Linked DNA regions of Rattus norvegicus: region 1 is linked to region 2. Evidence: chromatin contacts called from public Hi-C data. All regions are on one chromosome and are shown on one strand. Each heading gives the region's core, a stretch centred on a gene start, on an enhancer-like site or on the middle of the called end of the contact. The rest is flanking DNA. Distances are from core to core; before and after follow the strand shown. Region 1 holds the start of Pcgf5 (polycomb group ring finger 5). Region 2 has its middle 85 kb from the start of Pcgf5.

Region 1 (2,700 bases), core at 84-2,583, 85 kb after region 2:
TTATGACTTTCTCCATTCACTTTGAAGAACTCAGTCACATTCCACCTAGGGCTGATGACCCATTGTGAGTACGGAGGCCCATAATTGGATGTGGGGAGTGCGTACAGAGACAGGAAATATGAAGGGCACACTTGGGTGTCACAACGTTTGCTTTTGACAAGATGGGTTCTGTGCTGTCAGTACGTCTGAGATTCAGGCCCAGCAGAATGACAGACACTGAGACAACACAGGATTATTTTCAGTTTCATTTCTTCCAGGTTGCTGGAGACCTGGTGAAACCTGGCCACTTTCCTCAAGAAATTTACAGAATGATGGGGGAGGTTTGCCCAGGATAGAGACCGATCCCCAAGTCAGACTGATGTCAGTCACCAGGGAGTCCAGAAGACACACTGCTGTGGTAGGAGGAAGGAGAAAGCTGAGATCGGGAACACATGAACAGGTAGAGGGAAGCCCTGTGCTCTCTGGCAGAGAACAGAACAGGATCCAGGCAATGCAAACCTGCCAAAGCATTGAGGCATGGTATTTAGCCTCAGGTTCTGAGGTGACAGTTGGGCAGTAGAAAGAAGGCTGAAGATATGGAAGTCCTGCTGTGAAGGAAGCTGAGATCATGGGAAGTCTCAGAGGGTGCTCAGTATCAGGGGGGAGAGGTCAGTTCTGCACTTCTGGGAGGGACAACTTTTGGATGTCACATGGAAGCTACGAGATTAAAAGCAAGGAAGCGGGAGACAGAGAAGTACTGTGGCCAGTTTCCACAAGAAGCCTCGACTTGACCAAAGACAGTAAGCATTTGGGCTGCTTTTCTATCTGCTCAAGGCAAGTTTCCTGATGGGGGTTGGGGTGGAGGGGATGGAGTAGGGTATCTAATCAGCCCCTGGAGCATAGGCAGTCTCCAAGCCAGAGAAGTTTCAAGTTTCTCCTTGCCAAGGTCGCACTACTACAGGTGGGCTGCTCCAGGCGCCAGGAGCCTGCTTCACTCCACGCCTACCCTGCCCACCACCCTTAACGTTCCCCTCCAAGCCCAGGCACCGCGGTGGGCTGTGCCCGGCAGGCGCTCCGGGAGCTACGCAGCGGCGGCGGTGGCTGCTCCAGAAGGCCTGGCGGGCGGCGGCGAGAGGCTGTGCCCCAGTTTGTGTCCAATCAGGGAATGCGGGCTGTGCCCCGAGCCGGGCAGCAATGCGTAAACAAACCCTCTGGCAACTCCTCCGCCCCCTTGGCGCGCTCGCCCCGCGCCCAACGCCGTCGCCTCCGCCGCCACCGTCACGGTCACCGCGGGCTCGGCTGCCGTCGTCCTTTCCCCCGCCCTCTCGCCGCGGGGCCACCCGGACCTCCCGCCCGCGCGGCTCGCGCCTCGCCACCCGGTCCTGCTCCGCCCCGCCCGCTCGGGCTGCTCACCTACCGCCCCACGCGCGCGCGCTCGTGCACCACGCGCCCCGTGCGGCCCGCCCGGAACGTGGCCTCCCGAGAGCTAGGTAAGAGCGATGCTCGGGGACCCGGGAGGCTTCCCGGTTTGGGGAAGTTTTTATAGTGCGGCCGATCTTCCGCTGGGCCCGGGGTGAGATCCCGGCGGGCGCCGCCGTGCGAGCTCGGCGGGCAGCAGGGGTCGCGCGCAGCCGGGGGTCCCAAGTTGCCCACGCCAGGGAACCGGTGCTGGCGGCGCGGCTGGGCCGGGCGGGCGACGGGAGGGTCCCGGGGAACTTTCTCCTCCCCTGAGGCGCGCTTGCCAGCGCGGCCCGCGGCCCCGGCCCCACGGCGGCGGCTCCCGGGCTGGAGAGAGCAGGGCACGGTGTTTGAAGAAGCTGACGCAGTTGGTGACGCTCGCGGCTTCCTGAAGGGGACCGGCCACGATCGAGTGCCTTCGCGAGGGGACGCTCGGGGCGGGCGCTCGGGGCCTTTCTCCCCTCTCCTGGAAGCTGCGTGGGGAGCCCCTCGGGCTCCGGGAGTGAGCACCTCTGCCGGGCGGCCCCGGCAGCGCGCACCCCGCTTCCGTTTGGATCGGCTGGGGCTATTATATAAGATGCCACGGAGAGCAGAGGGGCGATCGGGAGCGCGGCGGCGAGGGCGGCGGGGACCCACCTGTGCACCACCGCACGCCTCGGGGGTCGGGTTGGAGCCAACCCTGCCTTCCGCGCCCCTGCCTGCCCCGGGACGCTCGCTCCCCGCCACCTTGCCCGGCTCTCCGCATCTCTCGCAGCAGGCGTCCGTACTTTGAAACATTTGTTTAATATTAAGGAAGCTGCGTGTGCGGCCGTCATAGTACGCCGGGAACGTGTGGCTGTGAGCTCCGGAGCGGTGAATGAATCATTGCCCCGGTGGACCGCGCTCCGATGATTCACGCGGGCTCCACACGCGCGCGCGTACTCGCTGTGGGCCGCCCTTCTGCGAGGGATGACGCCCGGAGGGGCGGGGGAGTTCATGAGAGAGGGTGGCGAGGTTGGTTTTTTTTTTTTTTTTTAATTTAAACCTGCCACAGTAACTTTAGGGTGTAGGGCTCCCCATCTTCCCTAGCCTTGCTACGCGTTTTCTGGAAGGGTAACACGATTCCACCTGGCTGGGTTAATGTGGCAGTGGAGACGCTGATTCGCTACAGGGCCCGGTCCAGTCCCATTCACAATTTGAATAGTGTCAAGTGAGGGAGGTCTGCAGCTTGGTTGGAATTCTAGTAATTGCGTCTACTTCAGCAGTTGCCAAGTAATTAGCAGA
Region 2 (2,700 bases), core at 137-2,636:
GTTTGTTGGTCCTGTGTGTATTTTTAGGGCCGACTTCTTGGTATTGGATAACCATTTAGGGGGTTCATCTCTGAAGAAGACTAATTCTCCTTCTCTCAGCAATTGGTAATTGCCCGTAGCTCTTAAACTAGGCATCTATGTATAGAAGAATGAAACTAGACACCCTATCTCCCTGCGCAAAATCCAACTCCAAACCTCAATGTGAAACCAGAAGTGCTAAAACTGCTAGAAGAAAACATAGGCAGAATCCTGCATGATATGGTGGTAAGGAAGGGCTTCCTAAGTAAGACTCTATTTGCCCAGATATTAAGTCTTACAATTGACAGGTGAGACCTCATAAAAAAATATTACTTTTTTTTAAGTGGCCTGCTGGGTATGGGTGGCCAAACCTAGTTTGTTTGAGTTTCAGCTTTGCTAACCCTGAAAGCAGTAACAGTGTTAGTGAAGGGCTACCTCAGATTAAGCTGCAGAGCAAAGGTATTTGTGTCTGTGGCAAGGCTAATTAGGAAAAGCAAGGCAGGGGCATGCTCTTCCTAAAGACAAGGTCTCCAGGGCTAGGTAGCTTCCCTATTCTTGTGTGTCTGTTGTTTACTTTTCTCTCAACATAATTAGCTGGGCTTCAAAGTGTCAAACTGGGATATCCTGGGCACTAGCGTGTCCTCCACCTCAAACTCCACTGGGAGTCCCAGATTTCCAGCATCACCTTAGCATCACCAGCTTAGGAAAAATGTAACCCCGAACCCCAAATTAGAGCTTAAACTGATACTCCCCCTAGGCCTCAGCATCTATCTCCCTTCAGCAGAACACACAGAGGCTTTATCGGGTTGATTACAGATTCATCCTTCCCTCGACCCCTGAACTACTCAGCCAGAGCCTACCAATATTTATTTGGCAAACGGGAAATGGTTCGTGCCTAAACCCTCTGATTTCAGATGAGGCCCATGAAAGAATAAATTAGCATATGAGTATTTAGCAAAAAAAAAAAATGACTGCTGTGTGAAGCTTGAAGCACTACTGTTACAAGGCAGAGTCCACTTTAATCTCAGCCACCGGGACAGCGTCAGTTGTTGCCTTATCACACGGGAATGATTTCCCCATCGGCAACGGCAGCCTGCCAGGGAGCACGGTCCTCCAGCTCACAGTATCAGTTGGCATTCTCCAGTAGCACCAGGCACTGATATTTTTAGTTTTGCAAGAGGTGCCAGGCTGGGAAACAAAACTTCAGACCCACAAACTAATTCCTATTTACTTCAGTTGGGAATGGCAGCTTGGTTCCAAAGCCTGTGGAATTTTCAACTCATAAATTGGATGTGTCAGGGATGCCTGGAAGCTTTGCTGACTGGAGTCAGCTGATGGACTTATCATTCCCTTTAATTCCCACAGAGGGTGGCAGGGAACATGGCTATAAATCTGTCTGTGATAAGTACGGAGCAGACCAGCTGCTACGGTGTCATCTTCATCTAAGTTCTGTGGGAAAGAGAGTCCTGTCAAAGAAGGCTCTGAGACCGTCAACTAGTTCTCCCAAAGTACACTACCACAGTCTCCTTCTGAGATGACTCAGTCCTTTCCACTCCATGATGACTCCGTTTTGGAAATATATGCAAGGAGTCTTCCCACAGCAAAGAAAATGGACAAACTGTATGAGATATCTGTTTTAAGACATTGAACATCAGGGAATAAAAGATTCAAGAGGTTATGAAAAAAGTAAGCCTAGTTAATGCCTCGACTTCTTAATCAAGGCTCCACAAGGCTGCAACTCCAGAAAAGAAACAGGAGGTGGATTTGGTTCTTCTTACAGAGCTGAGGGGTAGGATTGCCGCTCAAGACAGGAAGCAGGAGGTCGAGGTGGCCCTCTCCCCGAACTGAGGGATGGGATTGAGAGCCTGAGAAAAAGCAACTTGAGTTTGTAATGTACAATACTAAGGAAGAAATAAAACAGTCTTCTTGTGCATTCAGTTTATTCTGGTCAGTGATGGCATGACAAGGAACTGCATGAGGCCAGTCAAAGAACCACAGAAAGGATCTGCAATGAACAGCACCCAGCAACTACCACCCAGAACAGATTCACTAAGCATGGGGTCCACACACAGAAGAGACTTTCCAAAAAACACAGTCATATACTAGAAAAAAAAAGTTTTCCAATATCTCCGATCTTCTCCAAAGTTGTCAACCATACAAAGGAGGGAAATACAATCCAGGAGGAGAGACATAATTAAAGCTAATTCAGAACTTCCACAATCATTACGATTAGCAAAGCCACTATGACAGCTACTATAACTAAATCCTTTATGTTCATTGATTAATATTTAATATTCTTTATATTAAAATTAAATAGATTCGTAGAAAAATAAGAAAAGCACTCCAGATGGACATCTCGAGATGGGAACAAGTGCGGAAGAAAAGATGAGTGCATTTGAAAACAGGAATAAGGACAGAGGACAATGAGACGGAATGAGGAACCTGTAGACGTCAGTAGAGCTGAAGGGGGGCCCAGCCTTCGAGAGGCTGAGGCAGGAGGATTCCATAAATTCAAGGCCGGCCACAACACATAGTGAGACCTGTTTCAGAAAGCGAGAGGGAGGGAGGTAAAAGGAAAGGGAAGGGGGGAGGGGGAAGGGAAGGAGAGGAGAGGAAGAGGAGTCTGGGAAAAAAAGAAAAAACCACAAGTGAGCTGTATGCACTTTAAACAGCTTAGCATAA

Evidence for each region. A called contact is a pair of places that touch in the nucleus more often than the background predicts.
Region 1: a Hi-C map of psoas muscle shows a contact between it and region 2, with 2.8 times the contacts expected there. The contact joins the promoter of Pcgf5 here to the enhancer-like site in region 2. A contact is called at or near these places in 2 of 12 Hi-C or Micro-C datasets (Schwann cells and psoas muscle).

What each region holds. Positions count from the first base shown.
Region 1 is chr1:243,475,118-243,477,817 of GRCr8, forward strand. Pcgf5 (polycomb group ring finger 5) reads left to right here and starts at 1,334. Exons shown (of 9, transcript NM_001129882.1): 1 at 1,334-1,469.
Region 2 is chr1:243,390,240-243,392,939 of GRCr8, forward strand. No RefSeq gene overlaps it. Among named protein-coding and RNA genes, the nearest start is that of Pcgf5, 85 kb to the right of the region's middle. Within about 2 kb of position 1,387, at least 10 of the 93 cell types and tissues checked have an H3K27ac peak or open chromatin away from gene starts, as enhancers often do.